Linked DNA regions of Danio rerio: region 1 is linked to region 2. A link is a contact called in public Hi-C data. All regions are on one chromosome and are shown on one strand. Each heading gives the region's core, a stretch centred on a gene start, on an enhancer-like site or on the middle of the called end of the contact. The rest is flanking DNA. Distances are from core to core; before and after follow the strand shown.

Region 1 (4,605 bases), core at 1,572-4,071, 270 kb before region 2:
CGCTCTGTCTCGGCTAAACAGCTTGTCGATGGAGAGAGCAAGAGAGAAAAGCGCGTTTGGGCTGATAAAATGTTTTTTAATTACCAGACACTGCATTCCAGTCTTCTGTCTCAATCCTACGCTCTTCCTCCACTTTGATTTCTGATAATTGTGTTTGCTGATGTGGCATGTTTTTTCCCCTCTTCTTCTTTAATACTGCACCAGACCCTTAACTCTCCAAGTCCACTGAGGGAGGACAAGCGGCAGTTACACATCTCTCTTTTAATCAGCGCTTTACTCTAGATACATTGACTCTGCTACTCCATTTCTGTCTCTAAACCTGCAACAATGAGACTCAGCCATTGCATACATATTGTGCTGTTTGACACACAATCAATGTCATGCAGAGCAGCTGAAGACTCGGAGCTCAGAGCATGAGGGGTTAACCACTCATTAGGTTTGATTGTGTGTTTATGAGCCACTTGTGTATTCAGCTGTTTACACAAACTGTACATTTTAGAGCTATCAAAACCTAATCCCCAGCTGGCAATTGTAATACGAGCATTATAATCTGATCATTAAACAGAGAGCTCTTAGTAAGTTTTCACTAACATCAGGAGGTTAAACCTGACCGTTCCGTCTCCATTCGAGCAAGCACAACCCTGTCGCGTATTTAAGAATCCCGCTTTTGTCCTCCTATACAAAGAAACACTTAAGGTGGCATTCTTCCATTGCTCTTTTGGGTATGGCGACTTTGTTCCACTGACCGGGCCGATAATAGGTCAGGGCTTCGATAGGCTGTAGACACTATTGTTTTAAAGTTTGATGTGAGACCTGATCCTGCTGCTTGGAAGGCTGCGATCATATCATTGTGGATTTCAGCTCGCCGTGGGTCAGACTTGGCTTCCATAGCTGTTTGTCATGACACTTCACAATCCGACCAGTAGTCTAGGGTATCAACGCTGCATTAGCTGGACTCCGAGGGCCAAAGAAACAAAACTCTGCTTTGCTGAAGGATCAATGTCTGTTGAGGCTTTTGCAATCAGCAGCCGGTGACCATGATTGAGTGAATGAGTCTCCCCTAAGATAAGGCTGTAATCAACAGCGCACTAAATGTTCTTTGTTGTACATTCAATTATGCGCTAATGACTTGTGCAAAGTGGAAATCTTTAAATACTAATGCTATTTAAATTGTATATAAGTAATGCAGTAAAGAGGTAATAAGTAATAGAGGTGAAATATGGAAGAACTAAATAATAGAGGAGGAAATATATGAAATGATCAACACCCACCGAGACTGCATATAACAATGCATTTAGATGTGAAATATTCATTTTAGGTGAAGTTATTATGTTTATCTGAGTTGAAAGAGAGTGTATTTGCACCAGTCTTTTTGATTAACCTGTTGGTGTTGATCGAGATGAATATATTCAATTTAATTCAATTCATCTTTATTTCTATAGCACTTTTACAATATAGATTGTGTCAAAGCAGCTTAGAAGTTCAAGTAAATTGAAACTGTGTCAGTCCAGTTTTTAGAGCTGAAGTTCAATTTAGTTCAGCTTAGTGTGGTTTAAATTTTAGCAGTGAACGTTAAAACAATAAAGAGCAAATCTATTGATGCGCAGCTCCACTAGTCCCAAACAAGGAACAAAACTTCACCAATTGACGAAAGTAAAGGAAAAAACCTCAAGAGAAACCAGGCTCAGGTGGGCATGACCATTTCTCCTCTGGTCAAACTTCTTGTGCAGAGCTGTAGTCTAGGCGCTGGAGGCTTAAGAATTCTGGATTTCCATCACGGAGAAGCTGCAGGTGTGAGTAGGTCACTGGCAGTGTTCAAGTTGGCCCACTGGATCAACTTGTCTGTCACTGGGGTCTTTCAGGAATCAGTCTCATTCTCTCCGCTCCTCCATGACCACCACAGAATCAGCTCAGAATACGGCCTGGTCCAGGATTATGGATAGCTTGGCATAATTTATTCACAGGTCTTGGATCCAGGCCTGGATTAAGAATTCAGAGTTCCCTGGGCACATTGTCTTGTAGGGCCCCTTACCCGGCCGCACCCCAATAGTTGAAAAAAAAAAGAATAATATAATATTTAAAAAAATTAATCTGAGTTTCATCATAAGTTTATTTAAATTTTAAATTGAGATATTTAGCTGATGCTTTTGTCCAAAGTAACTTACAATTGAGGAAGAACAAGAAGATATTTAAAAAAAAATGTTAGAAACCTGTAACCATTGACTTGCATAGTATATATTTCCTATTATGGAAGGTAATGATTACAGGCTTTCTTCAACATATTTTGTGTTCAATAAAAGAAAGAAACTCATAAAGATTTGGAATCCATCGAGGACGAGCAAATAGTGAGTAAATTTAGCTTTTTGGTGAACTAATCCTTTAAATTATGATAAAGCACATTAAGAAATAATATAAATATACCTTTTCTGTATATAATAAGTAATAAAAACATACGTTTATTGCTTTCTATCTAAACAATTAAATTATGTTTAATTATATTTCAGTTCTTGTTTGAATGTGATGTTAAAGTTAACAAAAAATCGTTAACAAAATCTAAAAATTAGTAAAGATTACAAAACGCGTTTGGGAAATAAGCACATTAATATTATCCCAGAAAGCTTGAGTAACAGAACAACCCCAAAACAAATGATTTATAGTTTCAGGAGAGCAACATAACAGCTCCAAAATATTTATCACAACTCGCAAGATTGCTTTCTGAGGCTTTTATGCGCCTCTAGTAGAGGTTCAGCTTCCGGGTAAACGTCGATATACTTCCGCGTAACTTCCTCTGTTTTACTTTCATTGTTGACAGTTTGATAACTACTGATAAAATCTAACACAGTTAACAGGCAGACAGAAAGTCTTTAGCACATCTGGAATGACATGTCGCGAGTTTATTAGACGGAATGTTCGCTGCGTCAGTCGTGTTTTAAATGCGCTCATGCTACGTTAAACTGTTAGCCTCCTAGCCAGCTCTCCAGCTGCTGTTGGTCTGAAAATCCGGTCTAAAAGCCAAGATTATGTTTGTCGGTGTGTTTTTGTTATGCTTTTACTTGTTTTGAGTAACCTGAGCAATATGGAATCTGAGGGAATCGTCATCCGGATAAAGACGCCGGTGGGGGACATGGACTCGCCAGTGGACAGTCCATCACATCTCAACTTCAATGATTTGCTGGTGAGCAGCTGCTTTAATTTAACTCACAGCCAGTTTTCATCTCATATCTTATGACTTTTTAAAGAGGGAAACCATTTGTGGAGCATGCCATTTATTAAAATGTGCTTTTTGCTATGTGTTTTCGAATAGTGGTGCTGATTGACAGCTGTCAGTCAAATGTGTGATTGCTGAGATTCCCTTTTTTGACAGGCCGCGATCAGAGATGCCATGCCTGAAGCCACAGTCACAGCATTTGAGTGTAAGTATTGCTGCTGTATTTTACTTATGTTACTCAAGTTTAAATGCAATCAGTATAGCTAATAGAGTAAAAAGAAATAGGAAAACATAACTTCATTTCTTTGCAATACTGTTGTCCTGAACTAAAGAGTTGTTCATGCAAATGAGTAAATATACAGTGCAGGATAAAAATGCTTGTGGAAATTAGCTTGTAAATAATGGAGTTCGCTTTTATTTCAGATGAGGATGAAGTTGGTGACCGAATCACAGTTCGCAGTGATGACGAGCTCAAAGCCATGCTGTCCTATGTGAGTATGTCTGAAATTTCTGTCAGACTCTTTGTTGAGACTTTTAATTGATCTGTTATGTGGTTTGACTTCTAAAGCAGTTTTAAAAAGCAGACTACCGACTATTAAAAAACTTTGCTTAGAATTGTAAACTTAACTTCACAAATAAGGAAGTTAATGCACTTGTAAAATATTCATATATTTGTAATTATAGTAGTTTCTTAATAAATCAAATATATTTTAACTTTTATGATGAATAAGTCAGTTGTTTTGGATATTGTTATTGTCAACAAGAAATTGTGCAGACATTCATTCATACATTTGCACCTTTTTTTTTAATGCAAATTTTATTATGTCAAGTCAAACTTGTCACAAAATATATGTTTTACTACGAAATCATTTAGGATATCGATAATATAGCAGCATCCATAAAAATTATGCCATCGTTTACTCGCCTTTAACTTATTTGCGTTTTTTTTGTTATGTTGAAGTCCCTTAAAAGCCTCGTTTACATTATGAATGACTTGCAACAGCAAAGCGACAAACGACCGTTCATTTTAACGGAGTGCAAGCTACTTCCAGTGACCTCTGTCTATGCGAGTGACAGTGAACGTTGGTGACCAGGTGTGCATGAGCGATGCAACAAAGTTGAGAATCCTTCAACTTTCTTGAGCGACAGCCAATAGGTGCACCATTAGAGCTCATGTGATCCTATCTCAGCTTGATTGTATTCTCTGTGCTGTAGACCTGCATAGACCTGTTTGCAGCATGTCGCCACCCAGAGCGACAGGCAACTACAAAGTAGCTACTACTGACCATCTCGGCGACCATCTGGGAAACGCCTCTCTGGCAGTATGCTCGGGCATTCTGTCTGAATGGGGAAACTCTTTCTTTCAAATAAATGAATAACTTAAATAAACGTAATTT
Region 2 (4,603 bases), core at 925-3,424:
AGTGGCAGAGCTCCATCGTGCGATGGACGACCGCCAATCCGTTCCCCTTCAAGAGCACGAGCGAGTGCGGGTTGCTCTAGAAGAGCAAAACTCAACGCTAAAGAAGAAACTTGCTGACGTGACTTCAAAGTGTCAGTCGTTAATTTGTGAAGTGGAGGAAGGTGAGGACGAGAGAGAGCTGCTCAGAGAGGAGCTGCAAGTACTCAGCAACAATCTGAAGACCAAGTTTGTGACCTTGGAAAACCACGAGGACGTGAAAAGGTCTATGGGACTCGCTGTAGAGGAGTTGAGGGTTCGATTAACAGAGGAGACCGAGAAGAACAAACAGGCTGAGGAGCAAATACGGAAGCTACAGGAGGAGAAAACCTCTCTTTGTGAGAACATTACTAACTTGAGGAGCATGTACATACCTTGTGAACGTTATGAGAGTGAGATGGCTGTACTCACAGAACGCAACACAGAACTAGAAGGAGTTATTAATAGCCTACAAGATCAATACCAGAAGAAAGTCAGTGAACTTGAGGGTTTGGCATCTGAAAAGGCAACACTGAAGCAGAGCTTTGACACAAAGTTTGTCACAAAGGAGGAGTATGAGAGAATGCAGATAGAGCTGGAGGAGGCTTTGGAGAAAGCTAAGATTGAAATCGCAAAGTTGGAAGAGGATTGTAGAGTTCGAGGCGAGGAGTTACAGCAGGCAAAAGAAGGAAATGCAACGTTGAAAGAAGAGTTTGAGAAAGTGCAGGCCAAGTTAGACAATGAATATGTCAGTCTTGTGGAACATGAGATGTTGAAAAGCACAATGAGCACAGCTTTATCAGAAGCAGAGGAAAGAGCTCATGATGCCTACTCAAAGTATCAGTCTGCTCAAGAGAGTGAATCAAAGCTCCACAAGGAAATCGAAGCACAGAAGAAAGAGCTGGACACTATTCAAGAAGCACTGCAGTTGAAGTTTGTGCCAGTGACCACTCTGGAAGAAAAAGAAATGGAGTTCAACACCACTTTAAAGAATTTGGAAGATAAACTCACCAATGTTCAGGAGATGTACAATAACGAAAAGACTGTAGGGAAAAGCCAAAGGCAAGTGAATGAAAAAATGAAAGACGAAATCGAGTCATTGCAGCAGAAACTTCATACAGGGCTTGTGTCTGGCGAGAAGCACAAAGAAGTGGAGGATCACTACAAGGGTCAGGTGGAAGAGCTGAGTCTGAAGTTGGTGGAGTTGGAGCAGCAGTATAAAGAGGTTACAATTCAGAGGGCTGAACTGGAGGAGCAAAATGCATTGTGCAATTCTGAGATACAGAGTCTTCAGCAGAAACTCAATAGTGAGTTCATCCACCTTGAGCAGTTTCAGGCCATGCAGAGTTCTCTGAATGGAAGGCTGCAGGACGCCCAAAAGGAGTGCAAGAGCTTAAGTGAAGCTCACAGACTGGAGGTCCAGCGTGTTCATGAAATCGAGAAACAACTTCAGAGTCAGAGCTGTGAAGAGGCCCAGTTTAGCCAGGTTAAAGACGCTCTAGAGCGTGAGGTCAACGAGCTCCGCTTGGCCCTGCGGGAGGAGGAAGAAACCAGTGCGCAGAGGGCTGAAGATGTTTCCACTCTGCAGACTGAGCTCCTCAGAGCCACACACGCTCTGGACGACCTCCGTAGTCATGAAGAACAGGTGACAGAGCTGAAAGCTGAAAAGCACAAGCTGGAGGAGAAGGTACGCGAACTTGGGGATCGGCTGTCGGGTCTGGATGAGCAGTATGAGGATCTGTACAGGGAAACAGCCCAGGCTAGAGAGGGTGAAAAGAGGGCGATAGCAGAAACCGAGGCCCTGCAAGTCAAGAGCGCCTCCATTGAGAAGGAGATCCGAGATCTGAAAGAGAGATATGAGGAATCCCTCAGCACCATTGGAGAACTGCAGAAGAGGATTCAGGCGTCCTCTGAGCAGACTGAGGTTAAAGACAAAAGGGTGAGATTTTTATTTTATTTTTTAAAATTTATTCTAATTTATTATGTGGAAGAGCCTTTTCTGTAAGTGGCTGATATTTTGTCCGATTATAAGCAAGGTGTTCTCTGTTTCAGATCACAGAGCTGTTGGCAGATGTTGAAAGGCTGAAACAGGCTCTGAATGGCTTATCCCAGCTGGCTTATTCTGGCAATACGCCCAACAAGAGACAGACTCAACACATTGACACTCTCCAAGCCCAGGTCAAGAGCCTCCAGCAGCAGCTGGCTGTGAGTAGCTCTGTGCACATACACATGCCGGTGGATTTGCTCGTAATTGCCCACAAATATGACATGCCATCACCTTGGACTTAAAAAATATACTCCCTTACTGACTGACTTGCATTCATAATGGATTCTAGAGCCTTATGTACAGTGCTCAGCATAATTGAGTAGACCCCATTTTAAAAATGAATATTTTTATCCATTTCTCAGTGAACATAGGCAATGTATTTTTATACATTTAAACAAAACCGATTTATTAAGCATATAAATTTAATAAAATAATATTTTAGTCACCAATTGAAAGAAAACAATGCAATTAAATTCAAGCTAAATATTGCAAAACTAAAATATTACAACCTACAATTTTTCCATTTTTTTTTTGCTTCTCTTAATTTTTCCTCTTTTTTTTATTTGTGTTTAATATTTTTCTATAACATATAAATTTGGGTGTAATAGTTTTTGCATTGTTATTGTAAGTTAGTTTGTTAGATAACCCAAATGTAACCTTATTGTGCAATAAATGTAAAAACTTTGAAGGTACATTGACTCACTCATTCTGGTCTTGCCATAAATTCATCTGTCACCAGAGCATAAATTGGCCATTTTTGGAGACACCTCAGAAATAGGAGATACATTTATGTGGAAGAAATGCGATATGGGATGACAAACAAACAAAACCTTTTTTTTTTTTTTTTTAAATCTGGAATTCAATTCTGTTTTATGTCATTGATGCTGACTTGTAACTCATTATAGGTGGGATTGGTTTGGCATATGTCAAGTTGTGAAGCCTACACATTTCTCTGAAAAATATTTAATTTTTATATATTTATATTTTTGTTTCATTTATGTTATTGTTTTTTTTTCTTATGCTAAAAACAATAAAAAGATATAATAAAAATATATTATTTTGTTAGATAAGCTCTAGATTTGACTTCAGTACTGACTAATCTGATGTATATGCACAAATATAATATTGTATAGAGCTTCCTATTAACAATAAGAAATTTAAATATAGATTTGTGAGGAGTGTACTTGTACTGTATATGCTGAGCACTGTACTGTAAATAACCAAAAAGTAGAAGCAAGGAACTGGGGCTGATAGAATGGCAGCAGGGACTGATTTTTTTCTCAGGTTGCCATCTCAGCAGCCGCAGGATTATACAATTATATATACTTATCTAAAATTTGGTGATCTTTGTATAATGACTATATACTTTATATTTAAACGATACGTAATTCAAATTTTTAAATATAATGTGAAAGTAAAGTTTAGAATAACATCTGTTTTTATACATTTTAAAATGTATATTTTTGATTGTAGCTGAATTTACAGAGGCAATTTTTTTTTATATCAAGTTTTCAAGTTGATCAAGTTTTTAATTCAAGTTTTTGAATGGTAGCATAAAAAAAAATGTGCAGTCTCGATTTAATCCTGTGCATTGTCACCAGTTGCTTGTCTCTTTTGACCTTCCCATAAAACAAAACAACAACTGAACAACAAATGTACTGTAAATTTATATACAACATTATAAATTAAGTTTAGGTGTGAATGTAAAAAGTAGTAGAATAGAATGTGTGGGTTAAGAAGAAAACCTTCTACCTCCCTATTTTAAATTGTGTGCGTGTATTCAAGTAAACGGCTTGAAATGTTGTTGCTGAGAAGTGTATTGTGTTAAACAGATTAACCATCTAACCTTGCAAGACCTTATAATACACTACCTGACGTGTCTTGTTTTTTCATCTAAACAGGACGCTGAGAGGCAACATAGAGAAGTGGTTTCAATTTATCGAACTCATCTTCTCAGTGCAGCACAGGTAATTGTGTTTGAGTGTGCGTCAAGTGTGAAGAATTCTTTTCTTTTCCAGAAGATATTCCTTTTATGTTGCTGTTTTATGTTGCTGCATGTTGCTGCTTTTCAAGGCCATTTATTAAAAGGGTTATAATGGTGTATGATCTTTTTCAACTGTAGATGAAATCGCTAAATGCAAGAAAATACGGTTATAGTATTAGATTGTGACAGTGTTCAATTCATAGCATGTAATTGTATAGAAGATTGTGTAAGATACTGATTGAATGCAGCTCTCTTGTTTTCTTTAAGGGTCACATGGATGAAGACGTCCAAGCTGCCTTATTGCAGATCATTCGAATGAGACAAGGTTTTGTGTGTTGAAGTCAACACACTGAGACTACACTGACTCCAATTCATCATTCACACAGTAACCTCCCATTCAGCTCAGTGCAGTTTGATACTGCTCTGGATATCTTCAGTCATATTCTTCTGGTTGGGTTCGGTGGTGTTTGCTTTAACAATTTGAATCCGGAATGTAGATTATAGCTAAACGTATCCAAAAGCTCATATACTATAAACATGAGAGGCAATGGATATTG

Evidence for each region. A called contact is a pair of places that touch in the nucleus more often than the background predicts.
Region 1: a contact with region 2 is called in a Hi-C map of an unstated tissue, with 2.2 times the contacts expected there. The contact joins the promoter of map2k5 here to the enhancer-like site in region 2. A contact is called at or near these places in 3 of 18 Hi-C or Micro-C datasets (embryo and an unstated tissue).

The regions. Positions count from the first base shown.
Region 1 is chr7:34,128,004-34,132,608 of GRCz12tu, reverse strand. It overlaps map2k5 (mitogen-activated protein kinase kinase 5), which reads left to right and starts at 2,821. Exons shown (of 22, transcript NM_001114317.1): 1 at 2,821-3,175; 2 at 3,365-3,413; 3 at 3,632-3,699. The coding sequence starts at 3,044.
Region 2 is chr7:33,857,977-33,862,579 of GRCz12tu, reverse strand. uacab (uveal autoantigen with coiled-coil domains and ankyrin repeats b) reads left to right here. Exons shown (of 19, transcript XM_005168952.6): 16 at 1-1,954; 17 at 2,068-2,220; 18 at 3,964-4,029; 19 at 4,314-4,603. The coding sequence ends at 4,385. Among named protein-coding and RNA genes, the nearest start is that of uacab, 70 kb to the left of the region's middle. Within about 2 kb of position 2,174, at least 3 of the 62 cell types and tissues checked have an H3K27ac peak or open chromatin away from gene starts, as enhancers often do.